Linked DNA regions of Mus musculus: all the other regions are linked to region 3. A link is a contact called in public promoter capture Hi-C data. All regions are on one chromosome and are shown on one strand. Each heading gives the region's core, a stretch centred on a gene start, on an enhancer-like site or on the middle of the called end of the contact. The rest is flanking DNA. Distances are from core to core; before and after follow the strand shown. Region 1 holds the start of Kctd11 (potassium channel tetramerisation domain containing 11). Region 2 holds the start of Derl2 (Der1-like domain family, member 2). Region 3 holds the start of Pelp1 (proline, glutamic acid and leucine rich protein 1). Region 4 holds the start of C1qbp (complement component 1, q subcomponent binding protein).

Region 1 (5,802 bases), core at 2,884-5,383, 530 kb before region 3:
AGCGTCCCACAGATCGTGACTGTCTGCAAGGAACCCAGGAGACCGTGGATGATCCTGTGGATCACACCAGGGAACCTAGGGGGCCTTAGGAGGGTGAGGATTAAAGAACCTGGGTAGCAGTGCTTTTGGGGCCAACAAGACTCCTCCTTGCCCTCGCAGGTGGAGCAGTTGTACAGGATGGTGCTGCCCCCTGCAGGAGACAATAGGAGCAGCGCTGGCAAGCGAAGCCACCGCCTCCAACCCCTTCCTCCCAGCCGCCCAAGCTCCTCAGGCCGTCGCCCTACTCTCTTCGCTCCCCAGGGGGCTCCACGGCCTTTTCTTTTACTCACGGCAGACAGGAGCACAAAGAGCTGCAATGAAAAGCAAGGAGCAGTGGCTGACTTGTTCAGTCATGCCCCACGGGGCTACAAATCCTAGGCGTCTCCTTGGTACCCTCCCCATCAATACCTTCCCTGGTGTACTGGGGGATCCTGGTCTTCTGAAGCCATTGCCAGTATAATGGAATCAAGGAGGTGGATCCTTTTTTCTCTGGAGAGGCACAGCACAGCTATATTGCCCTAGACCTCATCGGAGCTGCCTTCCAGGCCCCCTCCCAGATCGGTCCCTCTCTTCACCTCCCCTCCCCCCATATCCCGTCTCGTCTTGGGTCTTCCTAAGTCTCAAAGTGTCCGTTTTCTCCAGACCTCACCTATGACTCTCAGGACTCGGTGAGTTTTCTCTGTGACTTGCTTCATTGAGACCTCATCTGTGGAGATGGACAAGAAGGAGCTAGAGTAGGCTCTAGAGTTTTGGGGGGTTTTGTGTTGTCTTTTGTTTTTTTGTTTTCCTATTTCCTAGGGCACAGAGTTCTTCCAAAGAGAGAGAGAGGCTAGTGTGTCCAGAAAGGGCTATGGACTGAAGCAATGGCTGAGATGCACAGCTAGGAGCTCGGGCGCCAGCCCCCTTAGGATCCAGTGGTGACTATTGCTGAGCTAACCTTGCATATCTGATATTACCTAAGGCAAAGGCCGAGAAATCTGGGGAAGCCCATTCCTTCCATTTCCACTTCGGCTTCGTCTGGTTATTGAGCTGAGCCAGGCGGTTTGCCAAGGCATGATCTTGGAGACGACAGAAGATACAAGCCTTGGCCACGGCCAAGAAAGCCCCACCCAGAGCCAGCACCCACATGAAGCCTGCTGGGGTATGGAAGGAGTTGGACCCCCTCAGACCAGGGAAGAGTCAGAATTCTCTGAGATCCAGATTCTGACCCTTCATGTCGGAGGTTCTAGACTGATCCAGAACAATGCCATTGTCTTACCCCTCGGCTCCGGTAGAGCCACCCCTGGGCCCCCAAGAACTGGAGGCTAAAACGTATCTCTAGGACGGATAAATCAGGGTTTCTGTTGCAAGGGGATAGTGGCCTTTACACGTCATGGTTCTGAAAGCAATTTATTTTTCTTCTTGTAAGTCACAGTGATAGATGAATGACTCCACCCAATGATGACCATGTTTATGTGTGTATCCCATCCGCCCAGGAACCCAGAAATGCTATCCTTCCCACACCCTCCCCGACTCTCCCAACTCTAGCTCCTGGCTGCCCAGGACAGCCTTAGGCCTTCCTTACCCAGCTATTTCCTAGCAACAGGCTCATGGTTGTCTCAGCAACCAAGAGCTCCCAGAGGTCTCAGAGGCCCAGCTAAGCCCAGAGGCTTTTACCTCTCATAGGAAGGGCCTAGTGTGACTCAAACTCAAACAAGGCCCTCCTGCCTACGTGGCAGCGCAGGCATAAACACACATGCAAACACACACACACACACACACACACATACACACACACCCTATGATTAAACTAAATCTGAATCTGCTTTTACACATACCACAGAAGTACCTGAGCCTGGAGAGTTTCTAAGCAACCCCAAACAGGCCTGGACAGGCCAAGATCACAGAAGGACCAATACACAAGCACAGGAGTCAGCAACACTGATGGGAACCAAGACAGCAGGGAGCCAGGCAGCATCAGATCTATTGACTGGCAGGCGCACACACATGAAAGAGGCCTCTGGACACCATGGTCCAGCCCCACTTCCATACAGGATCCTCTGGAATTCCAGAAGGGAGCTCTAGCCCCCGTGTTGATGGAGGTTCTCCTTGCTCCCTATGTCACCCTAGGATGGAGTGTCCCACAATAGGTGGCTTGGAACATAGTAAAGAAACCTCCCAGAGAGTCCTGGCCTCTTAATGGTTACTGTAGGATAAGATGTCAGCTCCAGTAAAGGAAACCACAGTCTAGGGAGCAGGTTACATTTGATAAGTCAAAGTCCTCCCACCTAGTGCTCAACCCGCCAGAGCTCTGCTAGGTTTAGCCTGGGCAAAGAGGTGCTATCTTACTTTGCCACACTTCTGAATACAGAGGACCCATCCTCAAGCAAAAACAGGCTAGAGAATCCACGATGCTTTCCCAGGATAAGCCCCCGCGTAGACCTTCTGGACCATTCGTGAGTCTTGTGGGGTGGAAGGGGGCAGCTCGATCTGGGAACCCCAGCTCTAGGCTCTGGCCAGGTATGGTGGAATCCCTGACTTTCATAGCTACCACACCAGTACTAGAAAGAGGTTTTAGAAGAGCCACAGGCCCCTTGGCTGACTCATCCCCCTCCTCTGCAGTCAAGTGGAGGGCAGCACCCTCAGTGGCGCACAAAGCGCAAGGATCTAGAGTTCAGAAGGTCTTCAGGGTCTGGGAAGACAGAGTCCAGGCGGAAGCCATGTTCCAGAGCCACCCGTAGCACCTCCTCCAGGAATGTAGGCGTGTTCGCTACCTCCCGACGATCTTCTGGCCCCCCAGTCCACAGTGGCTGCAGCCCCAGTCTTTGATACTCTACTTCAGGGAGTTCCTGGGGGCGGGAGGCCCACTCTAGCCGAAAATGTGGACCTCCTTCTGCCCTGTCCCCAATGGCCACACCAAATCTGTTGCGCATGGCAGCCAGACACTCAGGGTCAGTGCAGAAGAGGTTGGCTCGGAAGGTGTCCACCTGGACAGAGCTCAGCTCATAGTGGTGGGGGCCCCTTCGAGCGGAGAAGTGCACCTGGCGGGGGCTGACATCTACATCTGCATGGAGTAGGGCGGCTGTGGATGCAGGTGTACCCCGAGAGGCTTCCAATTCCCGCAGGGCATCCAGGAGGGGCCGGATCTGGTAGAAGTCAGCCTCTGCCTTAAGAAGGGCAGTTTCTCCGTACCCACGGGGCAGGTCCAGACGGCCTAGCCGCAAAAAATTGAGGATGTGCCGGAAAGCCTTGCCATCCCTGTCGATGAAGTAATGGCCATCTCCTTGCGGGTTAAGGTTGGCTGGCATTAGGGTGTCAGCCCTAAACATGGCCCCCAGCATGGAATCTGGGAAGCGAGTCAGGGTCTCCAGTGTAGTGGAATATAGTGTTCCCCCCACATTTAGGGTCACGGGACCCCCAAAGGAAGGGGGTAAAGAGGACACAGGAGGGGGGGAAATTTTGGGTAATATAAGAGACAGGCAAGGAGAAGGAAAAAGCAGATATTTGGGGGTTTGGAAAGAATTGGGTGGTAACGTTCAGACTTGCTAAGTTGGAGGCAGAGGTTGGAGAACAAGACAGTAAAGTTTGTAGCTCACCCAAGCTACTTTGGTGGTGGTTGGGGGCTTCAGGACACAAAAATCCCCGAGAGGATGAAAGAACCGATGAAAGGAACAGACGGCAGCCAGACAGGATCAGGGAGCTTTTGGTCCAGACGCTTCTGATTGTGCGTGGTCAGCGATTCCCTCCTGTACTCTTCAGACAGTGGGTTTCCGAAATTCAACCAGCAGGTGACGGTGGTGAGCACCGGTCGGACGCTGAAAGGATCAGTTTGAGTTTCTGAGCTTTTGTAGTTGTAGAGTCCACGTCGGGTTCCGAGGACCTGTTCAGAGGCCCAGCCAGGGTTAGGGGCGTGTGTCCCAAAAGATGGAGGCGCAACTGATAGGAGCCGGTAGCCAGCAGTTCTGTATGGCTTGGGAGAGGCGATGCTCTTGCAGTCAGAGCTGAGAGTGTCCCGGGACTCTGTTGGGAACAGTGTCTCAGGGCTCGGGCGTTACCGCCTTCCTGGGTTGTCGCAGCAGGCACTGAGGTCCTCTCCACCCCCAGGAAGTGGCCTAAGGGCAGCGGTCAGTGGCCCTTTAAGCGACAGTCCCGCCCCTTAGCGCCCCGCCCTACGCCCCCGTGGGCTGGCCGGGCTCTGCTATGGGTGGGAGCCGGCCTTGCCAGTGCGAGAGATGGGGCGAACAGGCTGGACCGGCCGACTGGAGCGGGGGTGGAATGATTCACAGGCTTCGTTGCGGATGTGGCCGCGACGGCCCCGCGTTCCCTGCAGATGTGCATGACCTCACTAGTACAACTTAGTCGAGGATGGAGTCTCCAGTCCATCCTTCTAGTCTGAGAGAATCCACGTCTCCGGGTTGGATCCCGGTCGGGAACTCCCGAGGGGGCGGATGCTGAGCCATCGCATTCCCGGGATGCCTTCGGGCCATCCCAGCGAGCCCAGGTTCCCACGCGGTGGCTTCCCTGGTCCCCTGGGCTCGAAAGCCCCTCCCGCCAAGCCACCGGGTGCTAGTCAACTTCCTCCTTTAGAGAAACCCTAGCCTCTTGAGTAACCACGGCTACCCGCACCTGGGTGGCCAGTGTGCCAAACACTCTGCCGGGCCCCCAGGTGGCGCACAGTAAATGAACTAAGAAAGAAGCCAAGCTGAGAGACTTTAATGGAGACTTCAATGGGGCAGGGTGGGGAGGAGCCTGGAATCACAGAGTATGGAGGTCGTGACTGCGACGGCTCAGTTTCTCTGGGTCGTCCGACGCCATGAGGGAGAAGTCTCGGAATATGTCGAGATACGTCTCGTCTCCTAAGGAAATCAGAGGAAAGACTGGGAGGCTGGACAGCCGGGCTACACAGTAGGGGTGGTCCTGGCAGGGTAAGCACTTTAAAGTGTGGGTGCATCCTAAGTACAGTACCTTTGTTCCACAGGTCAGGCACGTTCGCTGTGCCCAAAACATGTTTGTTGAATAAACAATGGTATTAATGCAGTTGGGTACTAAGGGGTCAGGCATTTCGGTATGGACCTGGGGTCGGGGTCGGGGTGAAATACGTGGTTACTTTACCTGCCTGGCCCTGGGCCGCTTCAGCCTCCCTCATCTTTGCCAATCGTAGCCTGAAGGGTGGGGATTAAGGAGTAAAAGACCTGGAACTTCGCCAAATCCCCATCCTCTGTCCAATTCTTGAGTTGTGTCACTCCTTAAAAATGTCTGTCCATAACTAGTGCTTAAAGATAAAAGCTTACACTCACGAACATTTTTGCAATGTTGGTGTCCTAATAATGGCTCCCCAGGTGAACTCTCAGTATCTCACCCAACTGGTCCATGCTCCTGCTCCACACCCCTCTCCACACACACACACACACACACACACACCCCAGACCTCACCCTCCAAGTCAGGTTTTGACGTTAGTCTCACCCCAACGAGGACTGTCCAAGCATCAGTCTGCCCCTTCGGCATACTCACAGGGTTACGATGTCAGCATTAGTGGTTTCCATTGCGATAGTCAGAGGGTCCCTGCCTTCTGTGTCTCGAGCCCCCAGATCAGCACCCCGTTTCAGGAACAGGCAAGCGAGCCTAGAGAAGAGAGCTAAATTCAGCAACAGGCATCCCCCAATTTCACTCCCAGAAAGCTTCCTCCCCATGGTGCCATTTCCATGGCTCCCTACCCTGTGTGACCAAGAATGGTGGCATGGTGGAGAGGACCCCGGCCGGCACTGTCTGCTTGGTTCACATTC
Region 2 (5,555 bases), core at 696-3,195, 610 kb after region 3:
TCTGAGGTTACACAAAAGCTGAATCTTGAAAGGCAAGCTAGAGTTCAACGGTACAAGGGGAGTGTAACACATCTGGGACAGGGGAAAGCATCAACAAAGCAGAATTACAGCCACTTCACCTAGAGTGTAAATGACCATCCTGGCACGAAAACACACATCTCTTTAGCATTTTAATTACTGGAAAAAAGACTTCTTCAAACTATAATCTGGAAAGTCACATTCTCTTTTAGATAATGGTATAAGACTTTTGTTAGGATAATCTGACTTCTAGAAGACAGATCAATGTTAAAGTTGTACCAGAACTGAGTTTATGAGCTGGCCCAAGAGGACTAACAACAGTGGTAGGTAGGTGTGTCTGGGTGGAAAAAACACAAAATAAGGCTGGCTATCCTGTGAAACTCCCTGGGCAGCCAGCTCATCAGTCTATTCTCAGATCACATTATTATTACTGTTGTTGTCGTTGTTGGTTGTTGTTCCTGTTGTTTGTGTGTTGAGACAATTCCTTGGTATGTAGTTCAAGGTGGGCTCAGGTTCCTGACTGCTGGGACTATGGCCACATTAGTTCTTAACTAGTTGTAGTCAAATATAAAATCTCAACACATCAAAGACACACTAAAAATTATGTTCTTAAGACAGTCTCTCTCTCTCTCTAGCTCAAGCTTATCCAGCACCTGCCATCCTCCTGCTTGCTCTGTCTGCACCTGGCTCCCCCCTGGCAACTCTAGTTTGGTATATAAGGAGTTCCCAAATACTTAGCAGCTCTCAAACCATTCTAGAGTCCAACCAGGCTGTGGAATGCCCTCTTTACATCTCAAAAAGACCTGTAATCAGAGATTCCCCTACTGGGTTATTTTTTTTGAGACTCTATTTCACAGGATTTACTACTTACTAAACGATACGAAAAAAAAAAAGATAATGAAAACATTAATCACAGTTGCTATATAGACCACTTACTTGAAAATGTTTAAAAATTAATTCAGGATTGAAGTATAACTGAAAAGGTGTGATCAATTCCAACTGCTGAAATGGAAAAAGAGCTTCTTGAAGCCGATCAACCGCAAAACAAAATTTCATCATGAACCACGAAGGATGAGTAGATCTAATCATTTCTGTCCCTTGGAATACATTTCTGTCTTGCTTGTGACAGCTGGTAAGAGATTCTTTAGAATTTGCACAACCGTTTTGTATAAACACACAATGTCAGTTTGATGTTGCAATATTTGAGGATGCTATAAGGCAGGCGGGTGAGCATATTTTAGAGACAAGCCAACAGCATCTTTTACAAATCTGTGCGTCACGTGGTCACCACCTCAGCTAGGTGAGACAACTCGGAATAAGGGGTTTAACTAAGACCCTGCTACCATTAGGGATAGGTACAAGCGGCCAGACACTTATATCCATAGGCCGTCTTTTGAAAGATGTTTCCAGATAGCTCGAGATTTCTATACTCAATATAATAGTCTGTGAACCTAGCGGACCTCACTCCCACTAGTCACCTGGACCTCTCAGACACATTTTTGGGTGGGCGGCTCCCGCACTTCTGATTCACTACAGGTCTGGATTTCATTTGTCTGAAACTGACCTGGCCCTTCACGAAGGGGCACACCCTTCTCAGGTCACTGGCTTGGCACCCTTGGGAATATCCCAAACCCTAGAGTCAGCTCCGGATGTCTCCACCCACCCCTGGGACCAGACCCACTGGGCTTCTCCGCGGCCCAAACCCGTTTTCTGAAGACGCAGTCATAGCTAGCCTGGAAAAAGAGGATGTGGCGCCACAGCTGCTCACCACGGCCGCGGTGGTGAGGACGCAGGCGGTAGTATAGGCGCGGCTGACCGGCGGGATCTGCAGGTACTCCAGCCGGAGGCTCTGGTACGCCATCTTTCCCACCGCGCCTGCCCCCCTTCCCCTTCCGCCAGTATGCCAGGCGGCGGGGCGGACTCAAAGCTGGCCTTCAGCCTACCCACTCCTGTCCAATCAGCGCTGCGTACTCGGACAGCCACCAATCGCTGGCGCCTTGGGGCCGCTCACCCACCAATCAAGAGTTGCGCCTCTGCGTCGGTCCATCCTTACTTCTCCGCCTACCAACGCAGAGAGAAGGACCAGTTCCGTCCGCCAATCCCTGCCGGCCACAGCTAGCTTTCCCTCCTTGTCGCCTTCCTTTTACCAATCGCAGTGGCTCCTTTTGACCCACGGCTAGCCAATCAGGAGTGCGATCCAGCCCGCCTTGGCGTTCGTTCGCAGAGGCAGGTCTCAGTCGATTCGGAGGAGCCGGTGTTACCGCCTTCTTCCAGCCGCTGAGTGTAGCTTGAAGGAAGTGGCGGGAAGCCGGTGTGGGGCGGAATCCATCACTCCCGGGATCGCTTCGGTAGGGGCTGTGTGCTCTCCGAGGAGGAGCGGAAAGGGCGGGACCGAGGAGTGGCGTCGGGGCGGCGGAGCGTTCTGTAGGGAATCCCTCCGGTCTGGCCGGCCTGGGTACGGAGACCTAGAGTTCCCGGCATGCATCGCGGCCGCGGGGTAGTACGGGAGCTGGAGCTGAAGGAAGCGCTTCCCGTTCTGCGGTTTCTGGGCCTTGTCTGTGGCGGTCGTAGGCTCTGAAGTCCATTACATTCGTCGAGACGGTGTGAGGACCTCTCATGTTTATCTTCAGCCGCAGGAACTCTAATCTAGCAGAGAAGAGACGGTAGATGAAGGGAAAGCGGAGGCGGTTCTTCAGGGATGTGTATTCGAACTGGCTCTGGAATCTGCGCCTACTGCATGCTTACTTGAAGGAAAGAAAATAGAATTAGATTGGGCTGGAGCAAAGACTATCCTGACCGTGGCAGACGTGTTCAGTAAGTTATAAAGAAGCTTTAAAAATTGTGGGACAAAAAAATGCGACCGTCAAGACTGGTAGGAACCAAGTAAAAAGTTGGAGAGAATGGCATTTAGAAGGAAGACTAGAAAGCTGAAAGTAGTTGAACCGACCTGTGGCTCCTAGCCACTCTGAAGGCTGAAGCCAGAGGATTTGTTCCATCCTGAAGTTCTAGGCCAGTGTGGACAACGTAGAATGGGAGCAAACACTGGGGAGTGGTCTTAGCAACTTGTTGGTAAAACTGCATCTTTATAGCTACTGCCTCATTATAGCATTGGCAGTGTCCAACAGAGAAAAGGCAACATTGGAACTTTTCTCAAAACTGGAAGTTTGGATGTAGGTATTTGGTTATGTAATCATGGCGCATCAATCCAGGAATGGTGAAAACTTGGAGGCAAAGTTAGAGTGCAAACTTAAGAGAATTATAGGGTGCAAGTGGTCAGTTGATTGGGTAATTTGTAACAGATGACCAATCTATTCAGATAATGAAAATACAGTCTTTAGGAAAGTCATCTCAATAGAAACAACATATGTGAAGGTGGAAGGTGGAGGTAGTTTCAGTGTCCAAACAGTATGCGAAGCCATATGGTCTTAGTCTTCAAAATACAGTGTGGGTCTGGGAATCTCGTGCTAGAGTGCGTACTGGTATGTACAAAGGCCCTGGGAATACTCTTAGCTCTATAGGGAAGAAAAACAAGTTTATGACTACCAAATTCACAAAAGTTAGAGTATTGGTAGATACAAGAAGTTCTGGTCTACTCCAAGTGAGTGTAAAACAGCTTAGATATTCTGAGAATGTTTTGGCAATCTTTAGTGACATTATACATGCAAATAAAGTAACAAGTCCCCCAGAAGTTAGTATAGAAAAATCTCCATCATCCATCTGTTATGATTAGAAGATCAATTAATACCTCCAAGGCTCCTAGCAGTTAAAGTGAAAATGAAGACCTGTTTTGAGACCCTAGTTTGAAATATAAAGGATGTTTTTCTTGCATAGTTCTACATATGCAAAACCAGTTTTCTAACCCATCAGTTAGGAGCAAAAAAAATATCCTTATAAACTCAAACTTGTAACGTTGATTATACAAGAACAGATGATGCTAAGGTTGCGTCCTTTGGTGGGATAACTAAATAACCACATCGCCCTACTTAGATGACTTTGTCATTGTGTTAGAGTAGTGAGGAATGAATTAGTCTCATAACCAAGGTGAGTGAAGACATGGACACAGAATACACGTTCCACTTAAATTTTGTAGTCTTGAGTAGCTGTTCTCTTATAACACAGTGTCTAAAAGGTGGTTCTTGTGTGTAGGTGGTCATGGCTCAACAGTAAAAAGCCCAGACTGCTTCTCCAGAAGACCTGAGTTTGCATTACAGCGCATGTTCAGTATAACCCTGGCTCCAGCCTGTCTGACACCCACTTCTGGCCTCCAGGGGCACATACATGCATGTGGCATGTGCATATAAAGGCATATACACATAAACAATAAAATCAACTCTTTCAAAAATTATTGTATAGCCGGGTGTGGTGGTGCACGCCTTTAATCCCAGCACTTGGGAGGCAGAGGCAGGCAGATTTCTGAGTTGGAGGCCAGCCTGGTCTACAAAGTGAGTTCCAGGACAGCCCGGGCTATACAGAGAAACCCTGTCTCGAAAAACAAACAAACCAAAAAATTATTGTATAAAACTGAAAGACTTGAATATTTTCAGATGACCTACTGACTGAATAGAGAGGAGTAAACAAAAGACAAAATTAAATGGATGAGGTCTGATAAAGGAACTGCCAAATAAGAATTTTAAAAGTTTATTCCAATTATAATGCAGACTCTTCTGACTTTAAGGTCATATCATATGACATGTTTCTGACTTTGTTCCCAACAAAGTCTCTTAAATGTATCCCTGATTTATAGATCTGTGCAATGTTTGGCGTTAAAGGATCATGCAAACTTGTATCACAAAACAGATCCACAAGAGGATGAAGTAATGTAGAAATAGTTAAGAGTAGGAGATCAGTCGTTACCATTATTGTTACTATTTGAGAGCTTCTGCAAATGTAGCCCTAGGTGGTTTGAAGGTAGGAGAGTGGATTGCCAAAGAATATTGTGCCTTGATATGAACTGTCATTAATTTTATCCTTGTGGCTTGCCAGTGAAACATATCTTTAGCTGAGCCTGCAGAATCTTATATTGGAGTATCAAGGACAAAATCATAAAGAAATCATGAATCTATTTCAGTGTCATAGTCTGGCTTTTATCTGGTTCCTCACTATTTATTTATTTATTATATATTTTTTCCTCTTCTTTTATCTTTGCATGCATGTAAATATACTCACCATGTGTGTGCCTGATTTCCTTGGTGGCCAGAGAAGAGATTGGATTCCCTGGGACTGGAAGTATAGATAGTTGTGAGCCACCATGTGGGTGCTGGGAACTGAACCTGGGCCTTATACAAGAACAGCTGGAGTTCTTAACTACTGAGTCATTTTTCCATCTCCACTAATGTTGTTGTTTGTTGTTTAATAATTTTAATTTTTGAAATATATGTTTATGTGTATGAGTGTTTTGTTTATATGTATGTATATGCACTACATGTACATGTAGTATGCCTGGTCTCCTAAAGAGATTAGAACAGGACATTAGATCCCCTAGATCTGGAGTTATGGATGGATTCTGGAAACCAAATCTGGGCCCTCTGCAAGAGCAG
Region 3 (5,217 bases), core at 2,424-4,923:
CAAAGGTCACTAAAGATGCACAAGAAATTCACCAATCCCTCATTGCCCCCCCCAACCCCCACGCCCGAGAAGATTTTCTCAAGGCGCACCTTCTCAGTACAAAAAGGCCATCAGCTGTCTGTCTGTCAGTCTGTTTTCTCAAATTCTATCTTGCTGGCCTCCTCCCTCATGCCCCACAGGTGTAAGGGGGAGGGGGACTTCAGGGCTAACAAGAGGACACCCCAACTCATCTACTAGATTTCAACAATAAAGCTTGCTCACCTCAGCAGACCTTCCTTAGCATAAAGACTTCCAGGAATACCGGCTGAATGAACACAGATCATTCATAACCCTTCTTTAGTCACTTAGAAGAAACAAGTCTCTTCCTCCTGGTTCTGCCTTCCGTAGAGGCAAGAACACACCAACACAGACTCAACCTATCCTCCTTCCAAGCCCTCCCTCACACAGAAGCAAGTTCCTTCGTCAGCCCCTTTACACATAACCCAAGCACCAGACTCCACTCAGGAGACCTACATCTCCAAAGGCCACAAATCATCCCTCCTTTCTAATCCCACATCAGTACCGCTCAGATAAAGGAAGGCACAACTGAATAAAACAAGAGTCCACAACCAGTGGCATGGGTCAGCACATAAAGACACATGCCACCAAGCCTGACAACCTGCACGTGATTCCTAGAACCCACATCCTAGGATAATCGACTCCCAAAGGTGTCCTCTGACCTCCACTTGTGCACGAAGGCATGCATACACCTGTACGTATACAAAATAAATGTGACTTCTAAATTTAAAAAAAAAAAAAAAAAGCCTGCTTGTGGTGCCGCATGCCTTTAATCTCAGTATCCAGAAGCAAAGACAGGAAGATCTCTATGAGTTCGAGGCCAGCCTGGTCCACAAAGCAAGTCCCAGATAACCAGGGCTCTGTTAACACAAAGAAACCCTGTCTTGAAAAACCAAAACAGAAGAAAAGAAAGAAAGTCCTTAGTCAGGTGGCAGAGAGTGTCCATCCATCTGTCCAGTACACATGTAGAGAGTGTCCATCCATCTGTCCAGTACACATGTAGTCGGCTACTCCAGGAGAAGCATTGCTTTAGGTGCTGGCAGCCTACCTCCCAGACGGAGGAAAGTGGACACAAACAATCCATACGGTCAACACGGGCTGAGCATCCATAGCTAGACAACCCAAATGCTCCTAAACCAAGACACGAGTGAGTTCTAGGGACCAGACTCAAGTGGGAACCCCACACCTGACTCACCTGACTGGACATTAAAACACAGGTGAAGTCAGGTGCTGGTAATAGCACAAGCCTTTAATTCTAGCATTTGGGAGGCAGAGGCAGGGGCCAGCCTGATCTACACAGCAAGTTCCAGGACAGCCAGGGCTGCACAGATAATCCCAGCCAGGAATACATAAACAAAGGCTAGAACACTTGTTGCTCTTGCAAAGGACACAGGTTCAATTGCCAGCTCCCAGGTAGTGGTTCAAACTTATCTGCAACTCCAGTTCCAGTGGATCTGATGCCCTTCTGACCTCCATGGGCACCAAGTATACAAACACACACGTTTGTGCGTGTACTACATTCAGGCAAAATATACATAAAATGAATAAACCTAAAAAAATAGAAATAGAAACAAAAAAACCCCACAGGTTCACATTTATTCAGCATTTGCCAGGGGAAACAAAAAGACCCACTCAGCTCCTTAGTGATACAGCTTTTCCACGATCTCTACACACAAAGGATAATAAAACGCACGTTCAACGGCCAGAGTGGTCAACAGCTACTCCCCCATAATGCATCACATAAATCTAAGTGCATTATTCACTAGGAATTGCTTTTTTCCCCTTTTCTCTGCTTTGCGGCATAAATGTATGTCAGAGAGAAAGAGACAGAGAGACAGAGAGGCCGCAGACACCTCTAAGGTAACACCAGGAAGAAAGCAGCACAAGTGGCTGCCCAAAGCCCAGGTGATAGCCACAGTAGATCACAGCAGTCGTGAAGAGGACATAACATTATAGAAACGTGCCAACTGCCTATTGGGGAACACGTGTGCACATGTGTGCAGGGCTTACTGAAGTAAAAGTGCATCACAACAAAAACTCAGGTCACTGAAAAAAAATCAGAGAGATTTCTAAAACACACAAAACAAACAAAAGACCATTAGGAGGGCAGATTTAACTGTAGTATTCCCAACTGTCTGAGGAGTACAATGAATATAAGCCACCCAATCCTGCCTTCCAGAGCCCATCCGAAAGCCAGCCATAGTAGTATAAGCATCTATAATCGCAGCGTCCCCTACTGAGAAACACAAGGTAAAACCAAAGAGCATCAACATAAACACTCGGGCTAGACAGTCCACCACTGGCAAGAGACCTTGTCTTGACACAGGAACCTTAGGACCTAAACGTTCCTATGACTTTGATGTGTGCACCGTTGCTACCCTTGGCCCATAACCACTAACATAAACACACATACAGCTGAACAAGATGGCGGATGCCCAGCCACAGGCAGCTGGATCTCGGGGAGTTCTAGGCCAGCCTGGTCTACATAGTTCCAGACCAGCCAGAGCCACATAGTGAGACTTTGCCTCCATAAGAAAAAAAAAAAAAAAAAAAAAAAGGCAGAACTTCACAGACTGCTTATGGAAGTGTGTAAGAAACCACATATCGAGGATGGCACTTGGGTTTCTAGCTTGTAGGAACTGAACGCATGTGAATATTTTGTGCACAGGCTCCTAACCAGGTAGACAACATATTGTCTACCGCCTACCTCACCAGCCTCAACTCTACCCACTCTCTTTAACCACCTAAACCCCGAACCCAAACATTGCCCTCATTTTCCAACCCGTCCTACACGAGTGTTCCTCTAACGTTTCAACTACCCCTTCTAATTTTCTTTCACTACCTAACCCCTGTTCATCTTAAACTCCAGGTCTTTTGGAGAAATCTCTAAATACTCTCTCTACACCGGTTTAGGAAACTCATACCAGATTTAGTTTCGTGTTATGGCATTTTGCTCATCGCCACTATGACTGGAATTGGAGCGCCGAGTAGGAAGGGGTAGGCCCTTGGCTGAGAGCTAGTAAATGTTTGTGTTCAATTACCCTGGGAAAACGCCGCCAAAAGAAGTTTCGCTGAGGACTGAACTAGTCAGGGGACCTGGGATGGAACCGAGCCCCTTCATTGCTTTGTGCTTATCAATGACCTAACAGAAAAGGGGCCTAATACTGCTCTGGGGAACGCGCAGGTAATGAAGTCTGTGGATCGCGTCCTCAATGGTTAAGTGGCTCTATTCTCCACTCTCGGCTCTCCTCGAGCTCACAGCTCCAGTGTCAGCTTCAGGAAGGCGGGACCACGGTGCCCAGCCGCCTCACCAGCCTTTCCACGGTGACCGCGGGAGCCACAGACTTACCTGCGCCCCACCTGCCGTCCCATGCAGCCTCAATAAGCACATGAGCCCGGGCAAATGCGGGGCCCACTGGATTGGGGGATGCACAGGGGCCACGGGGGACGCCGTTCGCGGCTGTAACAACCCGGAAATGCTCTCTAACAGCAGCAGACGCAGACGCGGGCCGGATCCCACCGCAGAGAGACCCCCGGGCCCGCCAGGAGCCCCAGCTGGGGAGCCCGCAGAGGCCCCACTAAGAACGGCCGCCGCCATCTTCACAGGCTCGAGCAATGGCGTGGCGTGATGACGCAAACATAAGTGCGACGCACGCCGCTCGGGGAGGGGTCTTGAGGAGGGGGCTGCGGCCTGCTGGGCTGGATGAATGAGGGCTGGCGCCCTGCGGCAGGAGGGGGCATGCGCAATGTGGGCGAGCGCCAGCGTTGGGGCGGCTTGCAAACTGCTAACCCGGGCTGAGCGCTGTAGGGCGGGGCGGAGGCGTTGCTGCGCAGGCCGGACACGTGGTCTGCAGGAAAGGCGCGGGAGTCTGAAAGATCTCAGTCCAGCGTGGCTTCTGGTCACCTTCTCCCTGGGCTTAGTAATCCTATCTAAGGAGCCAACCCCAAGTCTGAAATCTGGAACGTTCTAAACTGCTTTTCCAACAATGGAAAAACAAGCTCAAACAGTGCACATGCCACAAAGTAGCAGAGGTGTCACTCTGTCCCCAAGACACACCCACAGTCATTTGTGTATTTACATTACTATACACAGTTGTTTTGTTTTTTGAGACAGGGCCCTGGCTGTTCTGGAAATCACTTTGTAGACCAGGCTGACCTCCAACTCAGAAATCCACCTGCCTCTGCCTCCCTAGTGCTGGGATTAAAGGCGTGCGCCACCACGCCCGGCTAACCTATCACTTTCAAAGGCCTCAGCATTGCCTTATTTCCTCCCTCTGCAGTCTGTACACCACACAAAAGCCGAATTGGGCTTTTCTGATATAAGCCAGTTCTTTGTTTTGTTGTTTTTGCTTTTTAACAGGCTGGCCTCAGACATGATGTGGCAATATTCCTGCCTCAGGCTCACAAGTTCAAATGCTGACATTACAGATTGGAGCCAAGAAAGCTTGTCCTTCCCAGTTTAGAGTCCTTCTGTAGCTTCTAGAGATAAGAATATTAACTGGGTGGTGGTGGCACACGCCTTTAATCCCAGCATATTGGGAGGCAGACGCAGGCAGATTTCTGAGTTCAAGGCCAGCCTGGTCTACAAAGTGAGCTCCAGGACAGCCAGGGCTACACAGAGAAACCCTGTCTCAAAAAAACAAACAAAAAAAGATAAGAATATTTCCCTACACAGACTAGAATCTATACCACCTGACCTCAGGCTGTACAAGCACTTCTTTCTTCCTCTGGTCTTTTGTTGTTTTGTTTTAGGGGTGGAGAGATGTTTGAGGTTTTGTTTTGTTTTGTTTCTTCTCCTAGTCTTGGACTAAACTAGCCTTCTTTCTATCCTCCAGCAACATCAATTCCAAGGCCTTTGCACAGACTTCCAATTTTGCCGACAGGCTTGTTGCCATTCTTAGAAAAGTTTTTCTTCCAATCTCTATCACACACACACACACACACACACACACACACACACATACACATACACACACTTTTAAAGTCAAGGTAACCTCCCCTTGAAGGTAACTTCCTATGAAATTAAGGATGGGGTCTGGGGATATGGCTCAGTGGTTAAGAGCACTGACTGCACTTCCAAAGGTCCTGAGTTCAAGTCCCAGCAACCATATGGTGGCTCACAACCATCTGTAATGAGATCTGACTCCCTCTTCTAGAGTG
Region 4 (5,891 bases), core at 2,735-5,234, 570 kb after region 3:
ACTGCAGAGCACACAAGGCTGCAGCACAGACCTGGACCTCCTTCCCCTCTGACTGTTTTGGTGCACGATGGAGGCCTGGAACATATGGGCTCTAGCTAAGTGGCCATCTTAACCAGAAATAGCAGCAACTTCCTTTTACTGTGACCCAAGGGGCAGGCCTAAGGAGTTGGGTACAGGCTAGGACACAGAAGCACAGCAGGGGACTCAGCTCTTCATACACAAGACTGATATCTGCTTAGTTAGATAGCCTGGGGATCCTGTGGCCCTCAGTGGGGTATCTAGATCCAGCCATGAGGGCAGCAACTTAAGGAAAACATTTCAACTGGTCAAATGTTAAAAATATGTAAGGCCGGCCAGTGGTGGCGCACGCCTTTAATCCCAGCACTCGGGAGGCAGAGGCAGGCGGATTTCTGAGTTCGAGGCCAGCCTGGTCTACAAAGTGAGTTCCAGGACAGCCAGGGCTACACAGAGAAACCCTGTCTCAAAAACCAAAATAAAATAAATAAGGTTGAGCTGGAGTGACGGTTCACCCAGTAAAGGAGTTTGCTGCTGAAGCCTGAAGGCCTCCGTTCAACCCCGGGCCCCACATGGTAAGAAGGATGCAACTGCTTCCTACGAGCCCACACATTAGCGTCAAACATACAAATAAACATAATTTAAAGTCTCTAAGCCCCACCACCCCAGCCTTCCTATCTTGGTCACACGACGAGTGTTGACCATCCACTTGTCATCTTTCACACTGAAAACACTCCCAATGAGAGTTATCTGTAGACTAAGTCCTCCCATACCCCACACAGGCAGGGGTGGGCGGTCATAGCTCCTTTGTATTAAGAGGACACAGGCCAATAATGAAGCCTAAGCTCTACAGGGGGCCACACACTCTGAGAACATGGTCCATGCACAATCTACCTAAAAAGTTCCTCCTTCTCGGACAGAAAGACTGGCTGGCTGGAGTGTTACTAGCTTACCTCCTGTTCTTCAGCCTTCTGCCCCTGTGAGGGCTCCTCCTCACCATCAAATGTTGGAGGGATGCTGTTGTTGATGTTGAAAGTGACCGTGATCCTAGAACGGCAAGTAGAAGCACACTAAGGTACACTATTAGCACAGGAAGAGGGAGGCCTGCTGCGGTAGGGCAGGTGCGAAGGCACGCTAAAACAATGTCTCCATCCTAGCGAGCTGCACCAGGACTTAAACAGAACTTAAAACCAGCCTGGGTGCCTAAACCAACACGGCCATTAAACACCTTCTGAAGTGTTCATACAAAGTGCTACAAATTAAATGACTACAGCTGTGGATGTAGCTGCCAGGCTGGTGTCCCGGGGGTCTTTCCAGGGAAGCCATCTGCTCCAGGAAGCCTCACACGTGCTGCAGAGCAGATTCACTTTGCATAGTCACAAACTAGGAACTGAAACACCTAGTGGCTCTTCCCCCTTCTGGGGGATTCTGGAGCTCAAACAAGTACTCTGTGCGTGCCTGGCCGAAGTTCACGGCTGCACCCTGGCCCATGTGAGATGGTCAGAATTCTTATGTGACAGCACATGTTCTGAAATCAGATAAAATTCCTTTGCCTCCACACCTGCAAGCAGAAGTTCCAGGGCTACACTGATTCAGCAGGGCCAACTAACCCAAGCAAGAGGGTACTGGGTGCTGCTTCCCGGAGTTCATCTGGGCAATGCCTTGCTGCCACTTTGCCACCAAAAAAAGAATGGCAAGATGAAACCAGAAAGCATGTACAACCTGTGACAGCCCAGACTAAGCTGAGCCGGGTCAGTCAGTCTCCCTCTCTTGGCTTTTCAAGAGAGAGTTTCTTTGTGTAGCCTTGGCTGTTCTGGTACTTGCTCATAGACCAGGCTGGTTTGAACTCACAGAAATCCACCTACTCCGGCCTCCCAGGGTGATAGCATTATAGGCGAGCCCCTCCCTCCACTGCTCAGCCTGGCCTTGAACTTTCTTTCTTTTTTGGCTTTTCAAGACAGGGTTTCTCTGAATAGCCCTGGCTGTCTTGGAACTCACTTTGTAGACCAGGCTGGCCTTGAACTCAGAAATCTGCCTGCCTCTGCCTGGCTGGGATTAAAGGCGTGCGCCACCACGCCCGGCTAGCCTTGAACTTTCTAATCTACACACACACACACCTACCACTAGGCTTATAGGCCCCACTGGATAAAACTGCTTTCTTGTACACTGTGTTCCTAAAGCACCAGGGATGGATCCTGGGGCCTCACGCATGCTAGAGAAGCACTCAAGAGTCCAAGTAGACTTCTCTAAGGAAGGCCGTGGGCGACTGTGTAACACAGAACAGCACAAACAAGGGCTTAACGGTCTTAAGGGTGTGTGGTAGCACGTGCCTACAACCTCAGCACACAGGTGTCTGAAGGACCAAGAGTCAGAGGCTGGTCTGTGCTCTACAGCAGCAACACAGAGACCCTGTCTCAGAAATGATCGGTTTAGGAAAGCGAGAGCTAAGCTTGGCTAAGAACCTTCTACCTTTGTCTGATGGCCTTTCTACACTCTAACTTCTTCCTTAAAAGTTACATACCTTGCATTTTTAACTACTACAAACACAAGCCAGATGGGAGTTCTAAACAAATGAATTTATCAGTACTATTAAACATTAAAAAAAAAAAAAGTCCCAGCCCTTAGGTCCAGACTGGGCACAGCATCCCTCATTAGTAAGCCAGTGACTGCGCTTGTGGCTCCCAGACTCCCCTCTACACACCCTGGAGCTGCTTCAGGCCTCCTTAATAACCAAGCCCAGAAGTCTGTATTCATTCAGAGAATGCACTCCCTGGAACCTAAGAACTTTTCCAAGTAAATGCTTTCTTAAAAGCCATTTTATTGGCCAGCTGTGGTGGCGCACACCTTTAATCCCAGCACTCGGGAGGCAGAGGCAGGCGGATTTCTGAGTTCGAGGCCAGCCTGGTCTACAGAGTGAGTTCCAAGATAGCCAGGGCTACACAGAGAAACCCTTCCTCGGAAAAAAAAAAAAAACAAACAAACCCAAAAAAGAAAAGCCATTTTATCAAAGTACTGGGCCTAAGCTGAGGCTCTCCTGGGGATGGCCAGGACAGGGTGCTGTAGTCAGGGATTCCCGACTTGAGAACCCAGAATACAAGCCCTGGGCCACTTACTTTTCTCCGGCAACTTTGCGCAATAATTTAGCCTCCGTGCCGTTCACCTCCAGCTCCCAATCTCCAGACATCTTGGGAAGGGACTTGTGTTTCTGGATCTTCTTTTCTTCCTTAATTTCATCAGTCAAGAATTCAACGAAGGCCTTGTCTCCTAAAAGAAAAGCCAAGATGACCCAAAGGGAGAAAAGCCGGTTACCGATAGACCGGACTGTATCCATTCTTACGACACTAGCCCAAATCACTCCTTAAAACGTCCGTTTCTCACTCTATAAAAAGAGCAGGATATACTTACTGAGCTGAACTGATATTTATCATGAGATGGTTATTTCTTATCATGGACTCACTACTATTACTTCCCATATTAAACAAAAGAATTCCCAATTATCCTCTTTCTGGTTCCAAAAGACATAACCAACAACCACACTTTGAAACCACGACCCTACGGACTTTGCTAAGCCACATTTCCAAGACGCGAGAAGGGGGGGGAAGCTTTCGATCACGAGGGTCTGTTCCAAGCTGGGTGGCCGCACTCCGACTAGGGTGCGTGAACCTTACCTTCCGTGTGCAGAGCGCCACAGCCGCACGCGCAGGGAACCGGGGGCTGCAGGAGGCCAGAGCGCCGAGCCGAGCCGGCCCGTACGCTGAGCAAACCGAAGGGCCGGAGGCATGGCCGGGGCGCGGGCTGCAGGAGATGCCGAAGCGGCTGGGCCGGGATGGCGGTTCGGAGGCCGGAGGCGGCGGCGCCGAGGGCGCGGGGCACGCAACGCAGCAGAGGGAGCATCGCGGGGCGGACACGTGCAGAGGGAAGGACGACCGGGCCAAGGCACCGTGTGACCTCGCGCGCTGCCGGAAGCCCCGCCCTCGCCCGGGGAAGCGCTTTCCACCCCAGAGGACTGCAGTCATCCGGGCCGGACCGCGCCCTCTGCTGGGAGCCGCCAGTGCAGTCGGGGAGGCCTTGACTCAGCTACCTTGACCACCATGTCTCCCTTGCTGCCCACTCTCCCCAATTCACCTGCTTTTCTCAATCCACACCAAGCTTTGTTACCGCGGAATGCGTTCAGGTTCACCCCAACTCGCGCAAAACCGTATATTCAAAGATCACTTAACGATCTTCTGAAACCGACTAATTCTGGAAAGCCCAGGCTGACCTGCACGCAGTTGCTGTGGAGTGGACATCCTGGCCTCATTAGACATTAGATCCAGAATCCCAAGAACAGGATGAAGGATTTATGTTGGAAACCTTTGCACGCCCTAACAATTCATGGGCCAGTTTTAATGGACCATCGGTTTCCTGGGAGCAGGAATATATGGCTTACATCATAGGCGAGGCCCTTGGTCTTGCGAAGATTATATGCCCCAGTACAGGGGAATGCCAGGGCCAGGAATCGGGAGTGGGTGGGTTGGGGAGCAGGGGGAGGAGGAGGGTTTAGGGGATTTTTGGAGAGGAAACTAGGAAAGGGGATAGCATTTGAAATATCTATTAAAAAAAAAGAATCAAGGATAAGAGGCTGGAGATATGGCTCAGTGATTAAGAGCATTGTTGCTCTTGCAGAAGACTAGAGTTCTAGTTCCAGCATCCACATGCCTGCTCACAACTATCTAACTTCAGTTCCAGGGCAGCAGATACCAAAACACTCAAAGGTATTTAAAAAAAAATCAATCAATCAACCAATCAACAAAACCACTCCCCTCCCCAAACAAAACAAAACAAAACAAAAACCAACCAAATCACTCACACACACCCCAAAACAAACAACAAAAGCCCTGCTCATGCATTATAGTCCCAGCATCAGGGAGGTAGGCAAACAACTGAGTTTGAGACCTGCCTGGTCTACACAGCAGGTTCCAGAACAGTCAGGGTCACATGAAAAAGACTTCTCAAAAAAAAAAAAAAACAAAAGTAAATGCTGGATACCAAGACTTATCGAATGAATGGCAGTAAGAATAATGTTTAATATTCTAAACAGCATTCTTTAAATAAGGGAAAGGAGGCCCAACAAAAGAGGCCACACAGATCATTATACAAGATTCAGTTTTTATGGATTTGATAGTCAAAAGCAAATTTCGAGCATTATATACTAGAACTGTTCTTTTATGTTTGAGACCAGAGAGAACAGAGCACATGTCCAAATCCGCTTGTCAGTTTTCTACACTACAGCAGTCTATAGAGAATTGTTTCCCCACCGGTATAGTCTAGTTTATGTGCTCAAGGAATGGCATCTTAGATGCGCGGCCACAGTTCCAAACAGACCCTGGTAGCTGGAGCACAAGGATTTGTGCCACAGTAAATACTTTGCTGTTTTGGAATCCTGTTATAAGAGATGCAAATGTTCTCACAGGGATCCTGGTAATGGAACTGGTGCCCCGGGTGTCGCAGGCCACGGTTACCAAGAAGATAAACCCCTGCAGCACGCAGGGCTGTTGTGGAAGTTCATCTGTCTGTTGGAGGCTATTCTGTCCAGGCTGGAGTCTTCAGGTTGGAGAGTTTGCCAACTTGAAAAGTAGCTCAGGTTGTACTGCAGCAAAACCACAAAACATTTCACTTTCTTAAGAAAGCTTGAAGAGAGCTGTCCCTTTGGCTGAAGATAAGCATTAATTTCTTCGTAGTGATCTGTGGAGTCAGAATGGGGCTCCCACCTCATGTAATCCCTGAGCAGCTGTGTTGAATAGTAATTTTTAAAAAAGCTTAATAAAAAACTAAATATTCTATTAAAATCCCCCCACAATGTTAGAATGATAAACATATTTCTATACAGAAACATT

Evidence for each region. Promoter capture Hi-C pulls out the DNA fragments that hold promoters and counts their contacts.
Region 1: a contact with region 3 is called in a promoter capture Hi-C map of liver, with 2.1 times the contacts expected there. The contact joins the promoter of Kctd11 here to the promoter of Pelp1 in region 3. A contact is called at or near these places in 2 of 39 promoter capture datasets (both in liver).
Region 2: a promoter capture Hi-C map of pre-B cells shows a contact between it and region 3, with 2.6 times the contacts expected there. The contact joins the promoter of Derl2 here to the promoter of Pelp1 in region 3. A contact is called at or near these places in 3 of 39 promoter capture datasets (the C10 cell line, erythroid cells and pre-B cells) and 1 of 484 Hi-C or Micro-C datasets (pro-B cells).
Region 4: a contact with region 3 is called in a promoter capture Hi-C map of pre-B cells. The contact joins the promoter of C1qbp here to the promoter of Pelp1 in region 3. A contact is called at or near these places in 6 of 39 promoter capture datasets (the C10 cell line, the HPC-7 cell line, cranial neural crest and 3 more), 2 of 484 Hi-C or Micro-C datasets (embryonic stem cells and pre-B cells) and 1 of 115 datasets of contacts at active chromatin or transcription factors (astrocytes).

The regions. Positions count from the first base shown.
Region 1 is chr11:69,876,852-69,882,653 of GRCm38.p6, forward strand. It overlaps Kctd11 (potassium channel tetramerisation domain containing 11), which reads right to left and starts at 4,134. Exons shown (of 1, transcript NM_153143.4): 1 at 1,413-4,134. The coding sequence starts at 3,359. The coding sequence ends at 2,661. Acap1 (ArfGAP with coiled-coil, ankyrin repeat and PH domains 1) reads right to left here. Exons shown (of 22, transcript NM_153788.3): 19 at 5,734-5,802; 20 at 5,531-5,641; 21 at 5,131-5,180; 22 at 4,716-4,874. The coding sequence ends at 4,774. Mir6924 (microRNA 6924) reads right to left here and starts at 5,243; the gene lies at 5,181-5,243. Tmem95 (transmembrane protein 95) reads right to left here and starts at 1,204. Exons shown (of 7, transcript NM_001195710.2): 1 at 996-1,204; 2 at 689-745; 3 at 448-528; 4 at 330-350; 5 at 110-190; 6 at 1-23. The coding sequence starts at 1,167.
Region 2 is chr11:71,017,358-71,022,912 of GRCm38.p6, forward strand. It overlaps Derl2 (Der1-like domain family, member 2), which reads right to left and starts at 1,946. Exons shown (of 7, transcript NM_033562.4): 1 at 1,787-1,946; 2 at 955-1,020. The coding sequence starts at 1,879. It overlaps Mis12 (MIS12 kinetochore complex component), which reads left to right and starts at 2,254. Exons shown (of 3, transcript NM_025993.3): 1 at 2,254-2,832.
Region 3 is chr11:70,406,358-70,411,574 of GRCm38.p6, forward strand. It overlaps Pelp1 (proline, glutamic acid and leucine rich protein 1), which reads right to left and starts at 3,674. Exons shown (of 17, transcript NM_029231.4): 1 at 3,407-3,674. The coding sequence starts at 3,655.
Region 4 is chr11:70,979,042-70,984,932 of GRCm38.p6, forward strand. C1qbp (complement component 1, q subcomponent binding protein) reads right to left here and starts at 3,985. Exons shown (of 6, transcript NM_007573.2): 1 at 3,684-3,985; 2 at 3,129-3,279; 3 at 969-1,062. The coding sequence starts at 3,909. Dhx33 (DEAH (Asp-Glu-Ala-His) box polypeptide 33) reads right to left here. Exons shown (of 12, transcript NM_178367.4): 12 at 5,050-5,891.